2 separate regions of the Sus scrofa genome follow, and region 1 is linked to region 2. A link is a contact called in public HiChIP or PLAC-seq data. All regions are on one chromosome and are shown on one strand. Each heading gives the region's core, a stretch centred on a gene start, on an enhancer-like site or on the middle of the called end of the contact. The rest is flanking DNA. Distances are from core to core; before and after follow the strand shown.

The links. HiChIP or PLAC-seq counts read pairs in DNA pulled down with a chosen protein or histone mark.
Region 1: an H3K27ac HiChIP or PLAC-seq map of alveolar macrophages shows a contact between it and region 2. The contact joins the promoter of YIPF6 here to the promoter of OPHN1 in region 2. A contact is called at or near these places in 4 of 47 Hi-C or Micro-C datasets (heart right ventricle, liver and skeletal muscle) and 2 of 2 datasets of contacts at active chromatin or transcription factors (alveolar macrophages and skeletal muscle).

What each region holds. Positions count from the first base shown.
Region 1 is chrX:54,658,165-54,665,002 of Sscrofa11.1, reverse strand. YIPF6 (protein YIPF6) reads right to left here and starts at 3,232. Exons shown (of 7, transcript XM_003484120.4): 1 at 2,821-3,232. The coding sequence starts at 2,877.
Region 2 is chrX:54,613,188-54,620,049 of Sscrofa11.1, reverse strand. OPHN1 (oligophrenin-1) reads left to right here and starts at 3,005. Exons shown (of 25, transcript XM_021080299.1): 1 at 3,005-3,780; 2 at 3,922-4,079. The coding sequence starts at 3,926.

The DNA of each region.
Region 1 (6,838 bases), core at 1,983-4,482, 45 kb before region 2:
GTCTAATCGCAGTTGTAGAATCCAGCCTACACCACAGCCACAGCAATGCCAGATCCACGTCTGCGACCTATATACCACAGCTCACGGCAATGCCGGATCCTCAACCCACTGAGCGAGGCCAGGGATCAAACCCACAACCTCATGGTTCCTAGTCAGATTCTTTTCCACTGCGCCACAACAGGAACTTCCAACATTCATGATTTTAAACCCTTCCCTCCTCAAAAATTTCCACTGGCTCCTGTTGCCTATTAAACTTCCCAACATAGTAGTTAACAGCAAGAAACAACACTTATCGCATGATTATTACATGCCAGGTACTCTACCAAGTGTTTTACATGTGTTAACTCATTTAATCTACCCAACAGCCCTGTAAGTATCACTTAATCTTCATTTTACAGATAGGAAAACTGAGCCATGGAGGGGTTTGGTAATCTCCCCAATATTCCACAGCCAATTAAATGACAGAGCAGAGAAGAAAACCTAGGCAATTTGACCCCAGAGCATACATCTATAACCACTGTTCCATACTGCCGTTCTAACTTAGCAGCCTTATCTTTTAAGGTTTACCCCTAATACTTCCCTGCTTTAGCCAAAGTTATTCTATAAATACATTAGCATCTCCTAACCTCTGTACCTTCATCATGAGAGGCTATGTAGCACTAAGAGAAATAGTCTGGGCTTCAGAAGCAGACCTAGGTTGAAATTTCAGCCTGGCCACGCTAGGGAAATGATCAAATTTCTCTGAGTCTCATCTCCCCACCAGCAAATAGAATACAGTTTAAAAACCACCTAACTTAAATAGTTGCTGTGAAGTCTATAAAACACGCAGAGGATGTCTAGCACAATCCTGGCACATAGCAGGTTCTCAATCATTGACAGCTCTTATGCTCACCTTGAATTTCAAATTCTACCCATCCTTTGAGGCCCCCTCAAATATAACTTCTACCACATAGCTTGCTTCATCACCCCAAGTAGACATGATAGCATCTTCTTTTAAACTTTTTTAGTATTTTATGTGTACCATTCTTATATATTGTCATATTTTAGCATTGTACATCTGTCTCATCCCTACAAATTGGACTGTAAGCACCATAATGGTAGGCCATCTATACACCCTAAAGCCACTAGCATTGGGTATCACACACTGGGAGTTCAGTAAACATTGCTGAATAGGAGCTCCCATCGTGGCGCAGCGGGAACGAACCTGACTAGAAACCATGAGGTTGCAGGTTCAATCCCTGGCCTCGCTCAGTGGGTTAAGGATCCAGTCTTGCCATGAGCTGTGGTGTAGGTCAAAGATGTGGCTTGGATCAGGAATTGCTGTGGCATAGGCCAGCAGCTGTAGCTCTGATTAGACCCCTAGCCTGGGAACCTCCACATGCCACGGGTGTGGCCCTAAAAAGAAAAAAAAAAAAACCTTGTTGAATACAAGTGGATTGGACACTGAGTAATGAGTAACCAGAACCACTAAAATTAATTAGGGGAAAGCTTATAAAAGAGGAGTGGGGCACATTAGATGAAACACCTAAACATCTGTAACTATGTTATATATCAGGCACTATGGTTATATGGTTGTTATATGGTTATAACATGTAACTACGTTATATACTATAACTACATTGTATACCAGGCACTATGTATTAGTTGATTTAGTACTCTAATTCTATGATGAGTTACTATCCTCGTTTTCCCAGTGAGGAAACTGGAGTTCAGAGTGATTTCCTCAAGGTCACAACTGCTCCATGAGAACTTGGACCTACTCACCTTCTTTCATTGTTGTATCCCCAGTGTCTAAAGAGTGACTAGAATATAGTGGATGCTCAATAAATATTTGTCGAATGAGGAGAAAAACAAATAGAGCTAGTAAGCAGAATGAAAACTAGAATCAGTTTCATCTGACTCCCAGGTTAGTCCTCTACTATGTTAAGTTGCCAGTTTAAAACAAATGAAAGGGCTGAACCATTTACTGAGCAACTACTATATAACTAAACACTGCTAGACAATTAAATGCTTGGGAGGAGGGACTGAGGGCAGAATGTTCAGTTGACTACACTCCTCAGTTATGGCACTGGTTGTATTAGACACTTCACATTAATTAGGTTAACTTCCTAAGAACTCTTTGAGAAAGGTATTTTAATCTCCACTTTACAGATAACGAAATACTCTCCATGAAATGACTTGCCCAAATTCATACAGCCGGCAGAGTGAGTGATTCCAGACCAGTTAAGTTTAACTCCCAAACCTGTGTTCTTAAATACTTGTCCAGGCTTTGGACTTGTATTTGCAATATAAATCCTATCCTCTGTACAGGCAGGAGCAAGAGAGCATCATGAAGAGGATGAAGAGGATTGCAAGGAGCTTCGACAGGGAGGGCAAGGATTAAACCAAGACGATGGGGGGAGGGGTCACGAAGCAAATAAAGTTATAACGTCCCATGGGAAACAATCTCTCATAAATCCCAGAATGCGGCTACTTCAACAAGAGCTAAGGACAGGTCTTGACAAAATGAAGGGACAGCAGATGCAAAGATAATTAAATTGCTTAAAGCTCGGCATTTAACAAAATGCAGGGGAGGAGGGCAAGCCTCAGAGTCTGGGAAGGGAAAGTGAATGAGTTTCACAAGAAGGCGTGGAAAGAACGAGGGAGGGAAGAACCCCAAAGAATAGGTGCAGTGTTGGGACTGGTTTTGGTATCGGGTACAGAAAGGGCCTGCCGGGAGGAAGGGATTCCGGCACTCTCAGGCAACCAGCCCGTCACCCGACTTCCTTAAGGTGCACTCTCCTCACCCTCGGTCCCTTCGGTCGCAGATCCCAAGCTCACCAGGGGCCTGGGCGTTGCTGTCCCCGGGTCTCCAGGAGACTCCGCCGCTTCCGCCATCTTGGCCCTCCTTCTCTCGGGACGCTCCCACAGGCCTTTGCAGAACCTGCGACGTGGAGGCCGGGGTCCGTCAGCGCGTCTGCGAGCGGTGGCCGCGTCACCAAAAGGCGCCTGGCAGCAGTTGGTGATCACGGCCGTCGGCCTTCGTCTTTCGTCTTCCGGGGGTTGGGAAGAGATCCGTGTCGCTTCGCTTCCCTTCCTCGGAGCCACGGGTCCTTCTAGATACGCTCCCCCTTTAATACTCCATCCAGATGCTCAGCGTGCTCCGACGGCCTTGGGACCGCCGCTTCCTCCTCTCCCCACCCCCGCCCCTTGCGCCCGCTTCCGGCTCTCAAAGAGTAGGCTCCGGGTACCGCCCCCATCCCCCCCCCCAGCACCACACCTTAGGGCAAAGGCCTGCCCCTCCCCCGGCGGCCAAGGGATTTTGTTTCCCAGCCGCTGAATGAAAGGATCCAGCCCCCCCTACCTACCGCTCCCTCCACTGTCACCCCGCCTGGCCGAATCCCTGAGCTTCTCATCCCACCTAGCGGCTTCCCACTTCCTCGACTTTTTTTTTTTTTTTTTTTTTTGTCTTTTTGCATTTCTCGGGCCGCTCACGCGGCATACGGAGGTTCCCAGGCTAGGGGTCGAATCGGAGTTGTAGCCGCTAGCCTACACCAGAGCCACAGCAACGCGGGATCCTTAACCCACTGAGCAAGTCCAGGGATCCAACCCGCAAACTCATGGTTCCTAGTCGGATTCTTTAACCACTGAGCCACGACGGGAACTCCTTCCTCGACTTTTATATTGTTTTCACACCGACCTCCAAGGTTACTTTTCTCCCTTACCCCCTTGGTGGCAGGCCGAGAGGAGGGAGTATTTCTCTATACATTGGCCAAAGTTTTAATCATACCACAGTTTACAAAGTTGCTAGGTGATTTGGGGCAAGTAGTGAAGATATTCAGACTGAAAGATGGTGATTATTAAGAATAACTTTTTAAAGAAAACTCCTGGATGTCCCAACCTCTATTCCCTGTCTCATCGTGGAACTTTGTTTCAGACTCCGATTTATCTCACCCCATGCTGGAATGAGGTCCGTTATTGATGCAAGCAATATGCAGGCTACTGGGTGCCTGTGGGGGCGCATAAATACCGGTTTTCCATTTTTTACAGAGTAGGGAGGGGATGGGTGTGAAATAGAGTGCTTTGTTTTTTGGGGGTAGGCAATTCAGGAAAGCACACAAGTAGTAAACTTAAGAAACAATGTGGAATGTAGCGTGGCGAATTTCCCAAACTAATGAGGGGTGTGTTTGTGTGTGTGTGGGGGGGGAATCTTGTTCTGTTTTGTTCAATATTCTTATAATTCTTCTTGATCTTGGAGAGATAGCAGTGAGTGATGGCTTCGAGCGAAATCTTAATTTTTTGCTCAGGAATTGAACCTGAGCAGCCTGGTTGAAAATCAGGAGCCCTAGCCACTAGATTAGCTAGAGGCTAAAAATAGAATTGCCCTGACTCTTGCCCCCTGTTGAAAGCAAGAATGTTTCAAGGAGGCAAAGATTTTGAAAACAGGTATAAAGTTTATTGTTAGAGGCACAGTACATGTGGGAGAGCACAGAGAGAAGTAGTTTATATTTAAGTCAGAAGCAAAGAAGTAATACACACCACAAAGAGAAGTGTGGGTGCAGGCATCCCCTGAGTGAGGAGTGCATCAGAGAGGTGATTTAAATCACTTATGTAGCGCAGTTCTTCTGGGTCTTTGTTTACCTTTAGCCAATTTTCTTTTATTTCTCACACCTGACCGGACACAAGACCGTCTCTGATATGCATGTGCATCTTTTGGCAAAGAGATTCCAAAGCAAAGGGTGCCGGGGATGGTATCAAGATGAATTATGGCCTGGTGCCCCCTCCCTTTTTGACCCCTAGGAGTCTTTTTTTGGTTTTGGGGGGTTTTGTTGGGTTTTTTTTGTTTGTTTTGTTTTGTTTTTTGCTTTTTAGGGCCACACCTGTGGCAACCCATGCTAGGGGTGGAATCGGAGCTGTAGCCACTGGCCTACACCACAGCCACAGCAATGCCAGATCCGAGCTGTGTCTGTGACTTACACCACAGCTCATGGCAATGCCAGATCCTTAACCCACTGAGCGAGGCCAGGGATCAAACCCACAACCTTATGGTTCCTAGACAAGTTCATTGACCGATGATCCACGACAGAAACTCCAATCCCTAGGAGTCTTACTATGAATGTATAATTGGGGAGATCTTTTTGACCCCAGGAGTGATTAAAGTGGTCATCTTATTTTTTTACTCCAGCAGAGCTCAGATCCTACAATTAACTTTTTCCTTGAGGTGTCAAAGAGAAATGTTGGAGAAAAAAAATGACTCTGGCTCGGATTGTCAGTATTGGAAAGTGAGACACATGAACACGGGGTGATCGCAACAAGGCTCTTTACTTCTGCAGAAGGGCATGGGTACTCAAGAAAAAAAGACCCTATTTATTTCTAACGCAGGTGATGTACCTGTCCCCTTCCCATTGATCAAGTCAGGGCGCACATTCTCCTTGGTTGGCAAATTGAAACAAGCTGTTGCTGGGAGAAGAGGTAAAGAGGTGGGTAGAGGAGATTGTCTCAGTTGAAGCAGGAACAAAATGGAGTAACCAAGACTTCCTTTGATAGAAAGGACATATGCTAATTCTCACAAAACAAGGCCCAATTTACTTGTCCCAGCTGTTCTCAGCTCAGGGGCGCATCTACCTTCTACCTCATTCTCAGACCAAGCACATTTTACTGCTTTTGAAAACACTGATAGAAGTAGTAGTATTAAAATTTAGGATAGAAGATATGAAACTTTTTTTATACTACAAGAGAATGTATAGTTCTCCAGGCCTAGCTTCAGCCTCCTACACCTGTTCCACCTCTCGCACTACCATCCCCCCCCCCAATATTATCCCCTACCCCTGTTGAAACTGCATTCCTTGGATGGGACTTGAACCCAGTCACACCTCAGATTGGGACTTGAATTCATAATCCCTGATTTAGGAGGGGGCTCAAACCTTTGATCTTCTGATGGAAATCATAATCTGGTCTCAGGACTTACTGAAGCTTAGGTTGTTTTTTCTCCATGCAGAAAGAATTCAGTGACAGACAAAGAGTAAGTTTAGGATGCTTGTGACACATACAAGTGGACAGGCAAGGGAGTGCAGCTTGGAGAACAAAGTGGGCTACATTTTTATAATCAAAGAAAAAGTAGGGAGGGAAGAAGACTACCTTCTTCATTTTGGGCCTACATCATTAGTTCCTTTGACACTATATGGTATAATTAGGACTCTTATCGCACTATTTAAATCATGTACATTAGCAGAAGAATAGTGATGTACACTAAAATATGGTAATTCACCTCAGGTTTCAGTATAATGTCCCATTTCACTTATATGTCTTTCTTGGCTACATGCAGGAATACAGTTTTTCCCAGGGTCCCTTATCTTATAGATCTTACAAGGACAAATGCAGGTCTATCCATTTTTCTGTGGTAGCCTAAGTTTGTTTACTTTCAAAATGTTCTAATTGTTACTTAGCTGCCCCTTGTAGGCTTTTTCTGGTTGGTATCTAAATTATGGTAATCTCCTGAAGTCTCTCTCTATCTATCTTCCCCTAGTGGGATTTTTAGCTGTGTAACCCTTTCACTGTCCTGACTTTAGCACTCATTATCAGATTACCAAGTCCCTTCAGGCTTTCCTGAGGCTATTAATAACCTCTTCTATTTCCTTTCCAACCTCCAAAATTAGTTATCTCTCCCTAACTGAAAACCACAACTTATACCACTTAACCTCTTCTCTTGGCCTCTTGGCCACTCATTTCAAGGTGAGCGTGATGCTGGGCAAAGAGGAGAACAGGTCATAAAACAGTTGTTGAGGCAGTTAGTGTTCTGGTTACCCAGGTATTATTTCAGTCTAAAAATGCCAGTTTTCCTCATTTAACTAGTAGAGTA
Region 2 (6,862 bases), core at 1,756-4,255:
TTTTGGTAAATATGAATGAAGTTGAAAGGGAACCAATTTTCAAACCACCAACTTCCTTTAGAACTATATGCTAAAAATGATTTGCCTTGCAACTGACCTTCTGTTTGCCTTTCCCAACTTTTTCCCCCAGCCTCTCATTAAGGAGAGCATACCTTTCAAAGGTCAGGAATCATATTGTGGTAGTTTTATCCAGGAGGTAAAAACCCTTGGGGCTAAATAAAGCAACAATTTTAAGTATTCATGTCCAGGAATCTTCTTTAACTCAAGGCCTTCTCCATCTCACTGAGAGATGCATTTCCAGTGAAATTATATGTTTTATATTTAATAATAATCACAATATATAATATCTTAACAATTACATATGCATAATAATTGCAACTATAATTCAATCCAGAAGACTTTTTATACTTGGAGACTTATGGTCATGAGGAAATAAAAATAATTTAATTTCTATCTATGGACATATTTTTGTGCAGAGAAACTCAATATGGAGATCAATAGAGGACTTTCAAGTATAAAAATGTATTATGACAGAAGATGATTCTGTAGGGAGAATCCAATGGATATTTGATTTCAAGGAGCGAAAAGAAACAATATATATTTTTTGTAGGTTAAAGAAAAGTTACCGCTTTTGTTTTGCATTTAATGTTTGATGGTGGGCATCAAATTGCCCTGGTTTCTAGCATACGATGAATGTCTTTAAACATGTAATATAACTGTTTTATTTTAAATTGTCAATATGTATAGTATGCTAGCGATTATACCTTTTCCAACTAAACATGATGAAAAAATTTAGATGTCAACCTAAAAATATATAAGGGAATACCTAGCTACTCAAAAAAAATTTAGGAGTTATGTGAATAAAAATTTGAAGACCCCAATCCTATAGCGGGTGTTGTCAGGGTTAGGTATAACATGTGCAAAGCACCTAGGATAATGCTGTTAATGCTGCTATTATCTGAAGGAGTGAGTTCCAATTTTAACCCTCTTTCTTCCTGGGTATTTAGTCTAGGGCATTTGTTTTCTTCTGCACTTCTGTTTCATTGTCTAGATAAAGGATAACAGACATGACTGTAAAACACTTTGAGTATATGGTGTTAGATGATACCCAACATCATTAATGTCAGTGGTAATGTTCATCATAATGAAAATACAGGCATAGGCTCTAAAAATCAAAGCATATAGCAGGTGTTGAATCAATGTTTGTTGAATTAATTAATGCACACTACACTGAAAATTAACTTAATTAATGAAGTTAATGCTTGCTAGAATGAAAGACTGTGTACCTGTTCATTGAGCATCTTCCCTTAGTACGTGTATTGATGCTTATCCAGAAAATGGACCTTTTCTCCTAAAGATGAAAAGAGTAGGAAATAGGAGTTCCCTGGTGGCTCAGAAGGCTGAGGATCCGGCATTGTCTCTGCTGTGGCTTGTGTCACTGCTGTGGTTTGTGTTGCTGCTGTAGCACGGATTCAATCCCTCGCCCTGGAACTTTTGCATGCCATGGGCATGGCCACACCCACACCCACACACACACACACCCTTTCCTGCCGATCTGGCTTCCTATTAATTCTCAGAGAGTGTTTCCTCATTGGATGCTTTACCATTACTGCAATATAGTGTAGTGATTAAGAGCAGGGTAGGTTCAAGTTCAAGAACTGCCACCTAACTAGCTGTGTGTCCTTAGGCAAGACACAACCTCTCTTCAACTCAGCTATCTCATCTTTAAATAGGTATAAATAGGTATTAACCTTGTAAGATTGTTTTGAGGATTAGTGAGATGGGTTGGTTATAAGAATATAGATTGTGTGGAAGGTAAAGAATGTTTCAGGTATCCCTGTCTTAATCCCTGGAACCTGTTATTTTACATGACAAAAGGACTCTGATTTAAGTACCTTGAGATGGGGAGATTATCCTGGGTTATTCGATGGGTCCTTATAAGAGAAAGAGGGAGGCAGGAAAGTCAGTGTCAGAGTGGGGAAGTGAGAGAGAGAACTGATCAGCCATTGCTGGCTTTGAAGATGGTGGAAGGGTGCTATGAGCCAAGGGATATGAACAGCTTCTAGAAGCTGGAAAATGCAAGGAAATGGATTCTCCCCTCAAGCCTCCAGAAGGGAGCACAGCCCTTCCGACATCTTGCTTTTGGCCTCTAGAGGTCTATTTTTAATTTCTGACTTCCAGAACTGTAAAATAATAAACTTGTGCTGTTTCAAGTCATCAAGGTTGTGGTAATTTGCTACAGCAGCAATAAGACACTAACACAGGTGGGCTAGCCATTAACACTCTCTGCAATCCCCTTCAGTTCTGGCTTTTCTTGGTTTTCTGCACAGAGCAATGTAATCTAAACACTTCTCCAAAATTAAAATGAATCTTTTGACCTGTGTACACACTATTTTCCAGTCCCTAGCTGCTCTTAATCTCAAAGCAGCTGCCTGTAATAGTAGCCCCAGTTCTCCTACAATGAACAACGGACAAGAGACCTCTCAGGGAACCTGCAAGACAACTTGTAACATCCTCTTAGGTTTTCCACTTACCCTTGGAAAATCATGTGCTTTAATCAGTGGCCTATGCAATGAGTTGGGTCACAAAATCCACACCTTGAGGTTCCATTCAAGGGAAACTGAACTCCTAATCACAGCCTCCCTTTCTTTGGCGGGGGGTTCTGAGTTTAATGCAGAGAGCCAAGAGCAGGAGTAAACCCTTCAGGTCGAAGGCGCGGGAGAATTAGAACTCTAGGATCAATAGAAATGAGAACCATAGGAGGAAAATAACTGGGCTGGACAAAGGGAGACAGGAAAGAGAGGAAGGAAAAAGAACTAACAACCTAGCCAAATAAGGGGAAGGGAGGCACAGTTTCCTACAATAGATCCCTCCCGGGTTCTTGCTTGCTGCAGTCTTGGAAACTTTCCAGTAGAGTGCTACGCACCTACCCCTCGAGGCTGGGCAGGGACGGCTATTAGCTGGGGCTGGCTGGGAATGCCTTTCTGCGAGAGCGGCTGTCCCGGCGGGGTGGTGGGGAGATCGCAGGGAGGAGTCACAGGGCATGAAACGGAAAGACTACATCTCCCAGGCCGCCACGCTTTCCAGCTGGAGTCTAGGGCGCTTGACTGCTCCCCAGTTTCCGTAGGGAAGCGCCGGGCTACTGCAGCTATTGTGCGTCGTGGTGTTGCCTTCCTCTTCCCGCTCAGGCGTCTTTGGAGGAAAGCTACGTTTCATTGCCGCCCCAGTTTAACCCCTCTGGCGCTTAACAAGACAGAAGGCCGGTTGCCTTGGACCAGGAGGAACTTTGGGAGACGGAGGACTGTTAACGAGACCCTAGGGTGCAAGTAAGATACAGTTGAAGGAGCCCGAGTGCCCCGGCTCGGTGCGAGGGCTTCGCCGGGGCGGAGAGAAGGCTCTGGCTTTAAGAAGAGGGAGGGGACAGTTTGATCCGGGTTGCCCTTGGAGTTCTGCGAAGGAAATCTTCAGCTGGCTAGTCAGCAGGGAGCAAGGAGAGGCAGCTCCCATCCCCGGCGCTCACCCCCGCCTACACCCTGGGCGGGCCGAAGTGTCACGTTTGCAATTGCCCAGGAAGGATCCGGCCGGTCTCCGGAGGCGAGCCGAGCTGCAGTTTCTGCTGACTGTCAGGGGGCAATGCCTAGGGCACATGCTGCTTGCTAGGTAGCACCCCGCCAGGATCCAACTGCGTTAGTTAGCTCTCCCGGTCACCTGAAGCAATCACCAGGCCGCCTGTTTCCGGTACAAAACAGCCAGCTGTCCCCAGGAATCTCATCAGAACAGGTACTTGTCTTCCAAAGGGAGGGAGGCTACAGCTTCCTAAGCGGGTCTTGCACGCACTGTACCCTATGCACTCCCCCTACTATGCCACTAATGCTCTTGGTCTTTGTGTCTTTTCCCTTTCTTTCCAAACCCCTCCCTCAGAACCATGGGGCATCCCCCGCTGGAGTTCAGCGATTGCTACCTGGACAGCCCTGATTTCCGCGAGAGGCTCAAGTGTTATGAGCAGGAGCTGGAGAGGACCAATAAATTCATCAAAGACGTGATTAAAGACGGCAACGCGCTTATCGGCGCAATGAGAAGTAAGTGGAAAGCTTCGATAGCAGTTTCCTTGAGCTGGTGGCTCTGGCCTTTGAGCTTTTCCATACCAGAGGGGAAGGGAGGATTCAGGGTGATTCCCAGCCCAAGTCTGTGACGCAAATGGGTTTCCAGACACTTTGGAAGTTGGGTCAGTAAAAATTGAAGGTAGTGGGTACAACTAGAATTTGGGGCCTTTCCCTTTAGTGACCTTGCCCTCCTTAGACAGGATCTGTAGCTGTGCCAGGCACTCTCTTGTTCCATAACTATCCTTTCTTGTCAGACTGTGGTTCGGAAGGGACAGTCTGCTTGTACTGTTGGACTTTTTAGTACCTATGTATGGGGCAAAGGGACATCCAAGCTGACCAAGGAACTGCCCCAGCACCTCCTAAAGAATTGGGAATTCAGGCCAGCAGCTTGAGTCAGGGTTTTTGTTCCTTGCAAGGCCTCTGGTTGCTACAGATAAGTATGGGGGCAGTAAAAAATTTCCAATGGCAAGTTATTTTCTATGGAAATTTTCTTGTTCAGCACCTTTGTCCCAGTGATTTTTTTTAAGTTGATGAGCCATGAGTTTGGTCAAGGTTGGTTTAAGTTCACATTTATTAAATGAATTCACATGCCACTGAATTCTGCTCCAGGGTGAAACAAAGACCTGCCTAATCCCTGGCACAAGGACACCCCCCACCCCCAGGAGCATACTATAGAGCTGAGGTTGGCAGTCACTGGGCTGAAGGGACCTCACCTGGCTTGGCTTTCCCAGTGGCCACAGCTGACAGCTGTGGGGCCCTCCCCCACTTCCCCACTGTGTGTGGAGTTTTTATTACTGCTAGTTGGCAGAAGGCTTGGAGTAGGAGAAAGAATAATAAACATCCTCAAGGAGAGTGCAGAGAAACCAATCCTTTGTGCCAAAGTATATATACCCAGAAGAATGGAGGATAGTGAATAGGTGGTGATAATTCATTTTTTTCTCTTCTTGGCTAAAAGATGATTATGAAAAATTAAGTCAGAGCCACTGACAAATATGTTCTGTATGCTTATAACTTGGTTCTGAATGGATTTATCCCCTGAATACTGTGTCTAGGTCCTTCTTAAGGGGACCTTCTTAAGACAAATGCAGCCAACCAAGAACAAGGAGAGAGGCTTGGGAGCAGAGGCTCAATAGTATTTGTTGTGCAGCTCTTCTGCTTTGCCCCTTGGAGTCTGAGCTTTCCCTGCATGTGTTGTCTGCCCACTTTGCTCAGAATATACCTTTTCCAAGTTCCTGCTAGTCCTTAGATTGAATTTGACCATTTAATGGTTTGTCCTATTGTAGTCTGAACAAGAGTAAACTCCTTAAAGGACCTCAAAGGACCTTAAAGTTCCCTTAAGATGGGGTATTTAAGAAGGACCTTAAAGATGGGGTATTTGAAATGCTGATCCTTAGAGACTTTAGGCCAGGCTTTGGGGTGTGTTGCCACTTAATAGAGTCCCTTAAGAGGATAAAGATATGAAGGCTGTGCCACAAAAGTAGTTATAAAGGTGAGGGTTCCTAAAAGGAGAAAGGGGGAATTTTGGATTTTCTTTTTATTTACTTGTTACAGTAAACTGCTTGGTTAACTTCATAGTCAAATGAAGCTCATCTAAGCCCCCGGAAGGGAGTGGCTTTGTCAAGTGTAGGGTAAGCGGAAAGTGTTTGTGCTAAAAAGAATGACCAGCTAAGGTGAATCACAGAGAATAAGATTATTGAGAAAAAATAAACAGTTCAGTAATACCTTTGAGGAAGGGCAAACGTTTTCTAAGCTAGGGCCAAGTTGCAGTTTTTATTCTTTCCTTTTCTGAGACTAAAATTGGTAAGAGTCAACAACTGTGCAGGTTTAAACCACTGCATGTGGGCAAAAGATCCAAGAGATATTTTGGTTCAGGGGGGCTTTTTGATATTTACGGTGGTTTTATGTTTCTGAGTATACATAAAAAAGCCAGAAATAGGACAGTTAAGAAATAAAACCCAGCAGCTAACCCACACTCCATTTCTTTCCTTTAAGATTCTAAAAATGTGATTAGCTAGAGGCAAAGGCGGGATGATTCCCACTGTCTGAACCACAGTGATGTTTAGACTCCCACTCTGCTTCCTCACACTGTGCTAGCTGAGCGACTTTTTGAGAATAAGTGGGGTGGAAGCAAAACAAAGGTATCCTCTTGCTTTACGTGGAGGAAGAAGGAAAAGAGAACACTGGAATTGGGAGTTGGGTTACAATCTTGGCTTCACCATTTTGGCATAAATCATTTACTTCATTTATAGAATGGGAGTAATTATATATGTGAAGTAAATAGAAAGCATCTCCTTTGAGGCTCCTTTGAGCCTCTAAGCATCTCAGAGTTGCTTTGAGGCTCAAAGGAGTTAATGGATTATGAAAGTGTTTTGTAAATGGAAACAGTTAAACATTGTAAGTTGTTAATAATACATCTTCAGGTTAATAACATATCTGCTGGTGAGTGTGTATTTTTCAGTAGGTTTCTAAAGGGAAATGCATAAGCAGAAGTATTTGGAAACATTTCTTGTTGTCATTTTGTTGGAAAATGTAATTCCCTACATTGGCATGTCTCAGCAATTAATTTTGTATACATGTTTGTGGATTCATCCTGTCATTTGGAGTCTGGCATTAAAATAAAGAAAAATGATTGGCACCTTTTTATTTAGCTTAGTAAATTGAGCACACAGTCAAATGGATAGTGTTTCTAGGAACCAATGAAACCTGATGCATAATGCTGCAAAGACCAGCTGCAGTTTTTGTTAAGGTTGTTAGGCTTA